Linked DNA regions of Mus musculus: regions 2 and 3 are each linked to region 1. Evidence: chromatin contacts called from public promoter capture Hi-C data. All regions are on one chromosome and are shown on one strand. Each heading gives the region's core, a stretch centred on a gene start, on an enhancer-like site or on the middle of the called end of the contact. The rest is flanking DNA. Distances are from core to core; before and after follow the strand shown. Region 1 holds the start of Ccdc22 (coiled-coil domain containing 22). Region 2 holds the start of Glod5 (glyoxalase domain containing 5). Region 3 holds the start of Pqbp1 (polyglutamine binding protein 1).

Evidence for each region. Promoter capture Hi-C pulls out the DNA fragments that hold promoters and counts their contacts.
Region 2: a contact with region 1 is called in a promoter capture Hi-C map of pre-B cells, with 7 times the contacts expected there. The contact joins the promoter of Glod5 here to the promoter of Ccdc22 in region 1. A contact is called at or near these places in 2 of 39 promoter capture datasets (liver and pre-B cells).
Region 3: a promoter capture Hi-C map of erythroid cells shows a contact between it and region 1, with 22 times the contacts expected there. The contact joins the promoter of Pqbp1 here to the promoter of Ccdc22 in region 1. A contact is called at or near these places in 4 of 39 promoter capture datasets (the SN4741 cell line, erythroid cells, neural stem cells and 1 more) and 2 of 9 other capture datasets (adipose tissue and liver).

What each region holds. Positions count from the first base shown.
Region 1 is chrX:7,603,806-7,606,997 of GRCm38.p6, reverse strand. It overlaps Ccdc22 (coiled-coil domain containing 22), which reads left to right and starts at 1,578. Exons shown (of 17, transcript NM_138603.3): 1 at 1,578-1,754; 2 at 2,661-2,838. The coding sequence starts at 1,705.
Region 2 is chrX:8,016,823-8,020,014 of GRCm38.p6, reverse strand. Glod5 (glyoxalase domain containing 5) reads left to right here and starts at 1,523. Exons shown (of 4, transcript NM_027227.2): 1 at 1,523-1,598. The coding sequence starts at 1,572. The region is part of intron 2 of Gm39488 (a long non-coding RNA gene); the gene reads right to left.
Region 3 is chrX:7,897,320-7,900,511 of GRCm38.p6, reverse strand. It overlaps Pqbp1 (polyglutamine binding protein 1), which reads left to right and starts at 1,512. Exons shown (of 7, transcript NM_019478.4): 1 at 1,512-1,741; 2 at 1,876-1,961. The coding sequence starts at 1,895. Timm17b (translocase of inner mitochondrial membrane 17b) reads right to left here and starts at 1,176. Exons shown (of 6, transcript NM_011591.5): 1 at 1,043-1,176. The coding sequence starts at 1,068.

The sequences.
Region 1 (3,192 bases), core at 329-2,828:
TGGCAAGGGGAAAGGCACTGGTTAAGTGTATAGTAAATCGATATCTGCACCAAGCAGGCAGAAACCAAAATACGAAAAAAAAAAGGTATAATTTTCCAATAGCATATAACACTTGAGGTACATAGGAAAAACCTAATATATATATATATTTATCTCTAGGAAAAAAGTCAGATAGTAAATATCAAAGGGACATAAAATGGAGAAATATGTAACATTTAGTGATGCTGTAAAGTTCCCCAAAGTGATCTTCTTGGCATTCTGCATTAGCTATACCAAACAAAATCTCAGCATAGTTTTCTTTGGAATTGACAGTCTTTGAGACAAATGACAAAAAATAAAAACAAAAACAAAAACAAAATACCAAAACACCACCACCAACAACAAAAAACCCCAAAACCAAAAAACAAAAAAGCCAAATCCATTTTGAAAAAGAACAAGACAACAAGATGGGAGGGCTTGCCATATATGATATCAAGACTCATTGTAAATCTACAGTAATTAAAAATAGAATACAGTCAGGGGCGGTGGTACAAGCCTTTAATCCTAGCACTTGGGAGAAAGAAATATTATTATTACAATTTTGAGGCCAGCCTGGGCTACATTGCAAGATTTTGTTGTCTGAAAACCAAACCAAAGCAAGACAGGATAGCACAACGAGAGGAGAAAGAGAGAGAGAGAGAGAGAGAGAGAGAGAGAGAGAGAGAGAGAGAGAGAGAGCTTAGTTCAGAAACTGAGTCAAGTATGTGATGTGTATGTGTGATTATGACAAATGTTAGCACTACTGGATAGTAGAGACAAAAGAGGCTGTTCAATAAGGAATGGTTTCATAAGGAGGTGATCTCCTTCTGTAGCCCAATCTACACTTGGGACAGGTGCTGAGATTACAGATGTTTACCACTACGCCTGGTCTAGTAATTCTTTGCTTTTTCCATCTATTTTGTGTGCATGATAGTGGTACTGCTGCACATGTGTAGATGTCAGAGGACATTTTGTAGGAGTCCATTCTCTTTTTATGTCTCTTGGGTCCCAGGGAGGATCGACCTCAGTTTGTTGTGGTTGGTGGTTAAGTAGGTTTACTCGAGCAATGACGTTTGTTTTATTTATTTAAAATCTATTTATGATCCTTTTGTGTGTGCTCACGAGCATAAATGTGTCACAGTGCACACGTGGAATTCAGACTCTTATCAAGTCATTTCCTGCCTTCCACCATGTGGATCTCAGGGAGAGAACTCAGGTTGTGAGGCTATCCTGAGTCACATCCCCAGTCGTAGCAATTATGTCTTAACCCTAGGAAGAAGGTATTATCCAAATTCTCACTTTACAGATGAGGCTAGCAAGACACGGGGGAACAGTCATTTTGTACACGTATAAACTTTTATAGCTTGGAAGATGAACGTGTCTTATAAATGAAAATTTTTCTCTGTCCTGTCTCTCAACTCCCCAGCCCATTTCCTTTTTTTTTCCCTTGGAGGAGACCATGGGACTACAAGTGAAAGAACTACAACTTCCAGGAGCCATTACGTAATTCACACCCCGCCTCCAGCGCCGCTGCCTGCGCAACGCTCACTCCTTAGAACTACATTTCCCAATGTTCCTCGCGCGGCACGTGACTCTCTGTCCTCGCCGCGCCGAGAGCAGCGCGGAGAGCTCCAATTTCTCTGATCTGGTCCTAGACCCAGCCCCGGAGTTAGAATTAACTCCACCATGGAGGAGGCTGACCGAATCCTCATCCATTCCTTGCGCCAGGCGGGCACGTAAGTACGCAACCCCCAGTCGCCTCCAATTGCTCACATCCGGGACTCCAAATCCTAGGACCCCCATTACCCGGGAACCTTAAAATGAAGACCTTGACACCCAAAGGCCCAAACTTACAGGATTCCGAAGCCTCTCCTCCTCCTCCCTGCTTACACTCTAACATCATGACTTTCCTAAATACTTTGATGTGGACATTGGGTAAAACCTCGAGGACTCAGACACCTTACAAACTGAGACCTGCATATGCTGGGATCCTGATATCTAGAGGTTCCAGGACACCCACACCAGGAAACTGATAACACAGGAGTCTGGCACCCAGAGTCTCCAGAATTCCTGAGACTGGCAACTTGATCTTCGAACAATAACTCCTGAAACTCCCAGGACTTATCAAAATACCAGGGCCCTACATTCTGACAGTAGCAGCACTTGGTAACACAGGAACACAAAGGATGCACTATTTGAGGGACCTAAAAGTCCTTGATGCCAAAATTTAGGATGCCCGATTTTTTATTTCTATTTATTGACCCTGACATTTGAGACTTCTGAAAACTCCAGCCTCTTCCTATGTAGCTTTCCCAAACCTCGTAGATCTAGGAGGCCTTGCCATGCAAAGAACAATGTCCTGGTGCCCAGAAATATGGAGACTGTGCCACTTGGACCATTTTCACTTTTGCAGATCCCAGAGGTTGGAAACTTTGAAGTGTAGGGGAGTTTGAGACTTTTCTGAATTCAGGTCACCCTCATTCACCGAGGTCTTAGGACTAAGTAAAGGTCATAGTCACCAGCACCCAGGATCTGTTGAAGCCTTGGTTGTTCCCTGCCCCGACCTGGATTCTAGAGCATTCCCTCTCTAGAAGTCTGTACTTTGTTTCCTAACTACTCAAGCCTGGTGCTTTCCTTTTTAGGGCAGTTCCTCCAGAAGTGCAGACTCTGCGAGCTTTCACCACTGAGCTGGTCGTAGAGGCTGTGGTCCGATGCCTTCGAGTGATTAATCCTGATGTGGGCTCTGGCCTCAGTCACTTGCTACCACCAGCCATGTCTGCCCGCTTCCGCCTGGCCATGAGTCTGGCCCAGGCCTGCATGGTGAGTGCCCTCCTCCCAGTGTGCACACTGTCTTCCTTCCTTTTTCACAAAGTCGCCAAGTTCTTTGACACTTGCCTTCTTCTCTGTCCCTTTGTATAGCTAAAGCTGCTGCCTCTGTAGCCAAACTGTGTGACTAGTTCAGACCCTACCTAGTTCAGTTCACGCTTTCTGTGTGACCCTAACTGTTCTATGCCTTCTCCTTATTTGTGAAATGGAGATGATATAATGAGCTTGTGTGGATTAAATGAGCTGATTCGGTTTGTGCTCAGGCTAATGTTAACAGCCACCTTCTAAGCTTGACATCAAAATCTCACTCCACTGTCACATAGTAGGCCATTTACCTATTTATTAGGG
Region 2 (3,192 bases), core at 274-2,773, 410 kb before region 1:
GAATTTACTCTGTCACCCAGGCTGGTCTGGAACTCACACTTCTGCCTTGGCTTCCCGGAGGCTGGAATTGCAGATCTGTGCTCCAGCCTGGCTCTACAAAACTTGCCCCCCCCCCGCCCCCCTGTGCTGGCAATTGAACCTGGAGCCAGGCAAACATGCTACTGCTAACGCTAAATGTCCCTAGCATTTTTTTTTTCCAGAGCTGAGGACCAAACCCAGGGCCTTGCACTTGCTAGGCAAGTGCTCTACAACTGAGCTAAATCCCCAACCCCTGCAATTTTTTAAAATTTTATTTTCAGAGATGATCTTAATGATTTGCCCAGGTTGTCTTGAATTTTTTTAAAACATTATTTTATGGGCAGACATATTTTGCTAGCATGTATGTCTTTGTACCACTTGGATGTACGCTGCCTGAGGAGGCCAGAAGAGGGAGTTGGATTCCTAGGGACTAGAGTTATAGCCCTCACCATGTTGGGGCTGAGGATTGAACTGTGGTCCTCTGGAAGCATAGCCAGAGCTCCTAAGCTTTAAGCCAGTACCCTGGCCTCAAATTTTTGCTCCTTTTGCTCCAGCCTTTTGAGTAGCTAGGATTATAGGCCTTGGAAATAATTTTTAAAGGAAAACCATATGTTTAATAACACCCAGGGCACCCAGGTATGTACCCAGAGGCAAAAATCTCAGACTCACCTAACCCTGGTCCTGATAGGTAACCCATAGATAGAAAGCTTGTGAAAGCGAAGCAAATAGTGGTGGGGTGGGGAGGGGACCAAGCGTGGATAGGAATTGTGAGGCTTCAAATACAGCGAGACCCCCTTTCAAAAAAAAAAAAATCTTAGCTCAGGACTAGAGAGATGGTTTAGCAGTTAAAAGCATCTGCTGCTCTTCTGGAGTACCTAGGTTTGATTCCCAATCTGCATGTGGTAGCTAGCGTACAACCAGTTGTCTGTAAGGCCAGTTCCAGGATATCCAATGCCATCTTCTATCCTCTGCAATCGGAAAGCATGAATGTAGTGCAGAGACATGAAAGCAGGCAAAACACCCATAGCCATTTAAAAGAATCCTCACTCAGCTGCAGACCCACAAGCAACTCTTTCAGACACTCCATCCTAGTCACACACTACAAGGTGGATCGGAGCTCTCTCATAGGGCACTGCTAGTCTCAACACTCTCGATGGGTGCTTTCCTGGTTTTCTGTGTTCTTATGGATGATTGCTTAGCAGGACGTGACACATCTGGCAGTTGACAGAGAAGGACCATTAGGGACCAATCTCAACAACTTATCAAGACCCTCAGCTCCTCAAAAGAGGAAGCACTTATATTTGTACTTTTATTCTCAAGGCTGGCAGTGTTTGGCTTGGTTTTGCACTGCTAGAAGTAGAACCCAGGGTTTCTTCAGCACTGTTGTACCACTAAGCTGTACCCCGAGTTTCAGTTAGTCTTCCTGCTTTTCACCTCCTGCCTCTGTCCACACCCAATGTCCTCAGCTAGCACCTCCCATTCCTGCCCCTTGATCTCCAGGCACAGAGCCAGCCTCAGCCCCAACCTACCTGCCTTCCAGTCTACCAGGAAAGATGTGTGATCCAACATCTGAAAGTCAGGTAAGTGTGGGGTCGTGGAGGCTTTGGGGCATGAGTATTGACCAGGCTGGGGGTACCCAACCTGGGTCTGCTGACTTGCTTTCCTTCTCAGGGACACCCTTGTGGCTTTAGCTTCCTTGGGCTTTTCTTAAAGATAACCAGAGGGCAGCAGAAGCCCTGCTTGGGCTTGTGGAGGGCTCGGGTTTAAGGGTTGGCCGCTCTCTCTGGGTGCTTCACTGGGGAGACAGTTCAGCTTCAGACACGTAGAGACACCCAAAGGTGGTTCCTGGAGAATGCCCATGAGGCACTCAGGACAGAGCTGTGTCAGAAGGGCCCCCGAGAAACAATGACCTTGAAGCTGGTCAAAAGACTCAGAGGCCCTGAAAGGCTGGAGGGAACCTTTAAGAGGACTCTGGAGCAGACCAAAGGAGGGAGGCCGTGCTGTCCAGGGCACTGACTACTCAGAGAAATGGATGAGCTTATTTTCTAGACCCTCAGCACTGGGGGTGCCCCAAAAGCAGTACTTCGGGGGAACCATGCAGATAGAAATGCAGATTGCAAAAGTAAAAATAAAAAATAAAAAATCCTAGCTGGGTGTGGTGGTGCACTCCTTTAATCCCAGCATTCAGGAGGCAGAGGCAGGCAGATTTCTGAGTTCGAGGCCAGCCTGGTGAGTTCCAGGACAGCCAGGGCTATACAGAGAAACGCTGTCTCGAAAAAAATAAAAAACAAATCAAATAAATAAATAATAATAAAATAAAATAGAAAATCCTGAAAGTCAGTGACCGGAACTGGGAAATGAACAGCTTTGCTTAAACCATTAAAATAAATAAGAGGGGAGAGATGAGCACAGAGATGGAAAGAGAAAGCAAATGTGCAATAAAAATCGGCTATGTTCAGGGCTGCTGCTTCAATCAGATTCAGAAAATACTAGTAATTTCTCTTTACACCATAGACACGAGGAGAAAAGCATAAAGTAGTTATATCAGGAACTAAACAGGGCGCTCATACAGATTCAACAAACATTTTCAACAGGACTATTTTTAATTCATGTGTATGTTAGTGCAGCTGCCTATAGTGGCCAGAAGAGGGCACCAAATCCCGTGGAGTCGGGGGTTACAAGCCTTTGTAAGCTGCCTAGCATGAGTACTAGGAATCAAATTCTGGTCCTTTGGGAAAGCTGTGAACACGGAGCCCCAAATAGGATTGGAAAACCTAAAACAAAATATACAGCTTTCTCTTCCAGGGGCCTGAATGCCCCTTAGTTACTTCTTTGGTTAGTTGGTTGGTTTAGGGTTTGGGAAACTGACTGTTTCCCAAGTAGATATCTGAATGGCTCGCATGCACAGACATTTTTCCTTTAAAACAATTAATTTTGTGCCAGGAGGTGGTGGCACAGGCCTTTAATTCCAGCACTAGGAAGGCAGAGGTAGGTGGATCTCTGAGTTTGAGGTCAGCCTGGTCTCCAAAGTCAGTGTGAACAGCCAGGACTGCACAGAGAAGTCCTGTCTCAAAAAAACCAGACAAACAAAACCCCCATTTTTTATGCTATGTGTATGAGTATCTTGCCTGCAATGAATACATGTGTACCACGTGTATGCAGTGATTGTAGGGG
Region 3 (3,192 bases), core at 263-2,762, 290 kb before region 1:
CATAGCCTTGCAACGATGGGTTTACTACTGGCAGAGCAGTGCTCTTGATTACAAGCAAGCGTCAATACAACTGTTTTTGTCATTATCAAAAATCAAATGGCTTTGGAATCTAGGTCCCCTGTCCCCCACAATCTGTCTCTTGCTTAAATCAACTACTCTACCACTGAGCCCCTATGACTGTTTCTGACAATACAGTATTCTCAGAGAGTTCTACGTGAAACTAGATTTGAAGAACAGAGTCCCTCAAATCCTAGAACCAGGAGCCAAAAACAAAATGGTTTTTGTTACTATCAAAAATCAGTAAGAGTTGTCATGTGCCTGGCAGGGGTGGTTCACGCCTTTAATCCCAGAACTTGGGGGGCAGAGGCAGGAGGATTTCTTAGTTCAAGACTACAGAGTGAGTTCCAGGACAGCCAGGGCTACACCACAGAGTAACCGTGTCTGGGAGGGGGGGGGGGGAGTTGTCGTGTCAGGCTTCAATAGTGTTAACTAGCAAACGTTATTTAAGTAAAATATAAACAGGGTGACTGACACTCGGTTCGACACAAAAAGCACGTCCAGAGAAACCCTTGTGTCCTTTTAAAACCTAAATCGGACAAATCAAAAGACCGTGCGGAAAAGCCAGGTGCCATCTGGCTTAGCCCACAGTGAGTTCACACATGCCCTATCCTATGTCAAAAGCCAGCCTGAGAAAAGCGACACGAAGAAACCCTGTGGATATTGGCTCCACGCCTCTCCTCCCTCACCGCCGGAATGGATCTGCCCAGCGTTTCTCTTTTGGCTCACAAAGGGGGTCTAGGAGAAGAGCCAGGGCAACAGTGCGATAGTTTGTCCCACACCGCACATACTGGGACACTCCACGGTGGCGGTTTTTTGACGAAGTCCGAGTGGGAGGGGCCATGCCGGATGCGCAGAGGCAGTGAAGTTTCCGAGCCTCCCGGGTCAGGGACTTGACACTGCAGCCCCTGCCTTCCCCGCCCGCCTCCCGTTGTCCGCCTGAGCGTCGCGCGGACTGTCCCGAAGCCTGTGCCCATCGCCGTACCAAGGTTCGCGAGCGTACTCCTCCATGGCGCCAGAGTCCGGCCTGGCGCAGTCGGTGGCGCGGGCGAGACACTCCCCCCGTCCCCCTCCCGCTCCGAAACGCCCACAAGCTCTGAGGCGCTGTACGTAGACCAAGGGAACAATTGGTTCTTCTCTGCTTACGTAAGGCCAACGGCGCGCTCTTATTGGCTAGCCAGAAGGGCCACATCCGTTCCATGTAAGCGTCGGATGCGACCAGTTAATTGCACCTGGGGAGAGTCGAGGAGCCTGTTGTGCTTTAAACCAAGAGCCCTTCGGTGTTGGTAAGCACTGTGCCAATGAGGGAGAGGAGGGTAAGGAGATAGACTTTGACTAATCGCACAGTTGTACTGGTAAGGCTGGGGTGTAAGCTTTCTTTTAAAGCTGGAGATGGCGTTGGCATTGTATCTCCCCCATCCTAGCGCCTTGGTTCCGCCCACCGTGCGGACTTTGAGGAACGTTGGGTGATCCCATTTCTGGGTTGCGGGTGTGTGGCACTTGGTCCCTTGGGTGATGGGTGGAGCCTTGGTCTAGAGAGGAACTGGGTCTTTGGTCCATCCGGTCTCCAGTGCCTGGGTCCGGAGAGTTCTGCTGATCCTAATTCTGGCCATATTGCTACATATCTCTTTTATCTTTTAGCACGCATTTTTGTTCTCTTCCAGCTACTGTTGCAGTTACGTAGGTGTGTGTGTGTGTGTGTGTGTGTGTGTGTGTGTGTGTGTGTGTGTGTGTGTGTGAACACACGCGTGGTTACTGGCTATCCAGATTGAAATGTTAATCAGATCTGCCCTTCAGTACTGTCTTGTCTGTTTCTAGGTCTGGTCAGCTACCCACTATGCCGCTTCCTGTTGCGCTGCAGACCCGCTTGGCGAAGAGGGGCATCCTCAAACATCTGGAGCCGGGTGAGAAAACTAAAAGCAGATGCATCTATCATGTGCCAGTGTTAATAGACGTTCTGCTGTTTATTCTATTCTTTATTCCCCCTTTTCTCCGCCCCCTCCCGCCCCTGTCGAACCTAGGTGTTTGCTAAGTAAGTGCTCTGCCATCTTCTGCCGTCCTAGTGTGCATCTTCCCCCGCCCCCTTGTACTGCTGGGGTTAGACCAGAGCTCTTGGATGCGCTCTATTGAAGTATATCTCCTTGACTGGCACCTTGGTTTTGATACTTGGTATCTTGCATGGCCTGGCAGGCATCTCGTTGTCAATATAATTTTTTCTGATATTCATTACTTCTTCGTGGTTGGTGGGTGCTGTGTGAAGTGTAAGGCTGGAGGGATAGCTTTAATTTAAGTCATGAATCAAGTGGACACGGTGGCAGGTACAAATATCTCAGGTACTAAGGAGGCTGAGCTACAAACATGGCTTGAGTCCAGGAGGTCAAGGCCAGACATGGCAATTTGGCAAGACCCAGTCTTCAAAAAATAAAAAACAAATAGACATAAGTATGGTGGCATTCATCTGTAGTCCCCAGCATGGCTGGGGCAGGTAAAAGGGATCACAGGAGACAGCCTGGTTTACATACTGAATTCTAGGCCAGATATACATGTGTCTGTGTGTGTATGTACACATGTATATATGTGTATATATATGTGTGTGTATCAGAAAATAAGTAAAATAAACCCATGACTGCATGGTATTTAACTAATTAATGTTTGAGACATGGTCTCATTCTGTACTTCTGGCAGGCCTGGGACCCATTCTGTATATCAGGCTGGCTTTGCATTCATCAAGATCTGCCTGTCTCCGCTTTCCTAATGCTAGGATTAAGGGTCCAAAAAGGCATCTGATCTATCCTGCAGTCTCCTATGTGCCAAATACAGTGACAGGATGCTGATGCTCTATGTTTACCTCAGCAGAGGTACTTGGGTGATGGGCACCATAACCATTAACATTTATTTAAGGCTGCCTAAGTGCCTGGCACGTATGATATGCTAACAGTCAAAAAAGATGATCTGGGGGCTGGAGAGATGGCTCAGCAGTTAAGAGCACTGACTGCTCTTCTGAAGGTCCTGAGTTCAAATCTCAGCAATCACATGGTGGCTCACAACCATCTGTAATGAGATCTGATGTCCTCTTCTGGAGTGTCTGAAGACAGCTACAGTGTACTTACATATAATAAATAAATAAATAAATCT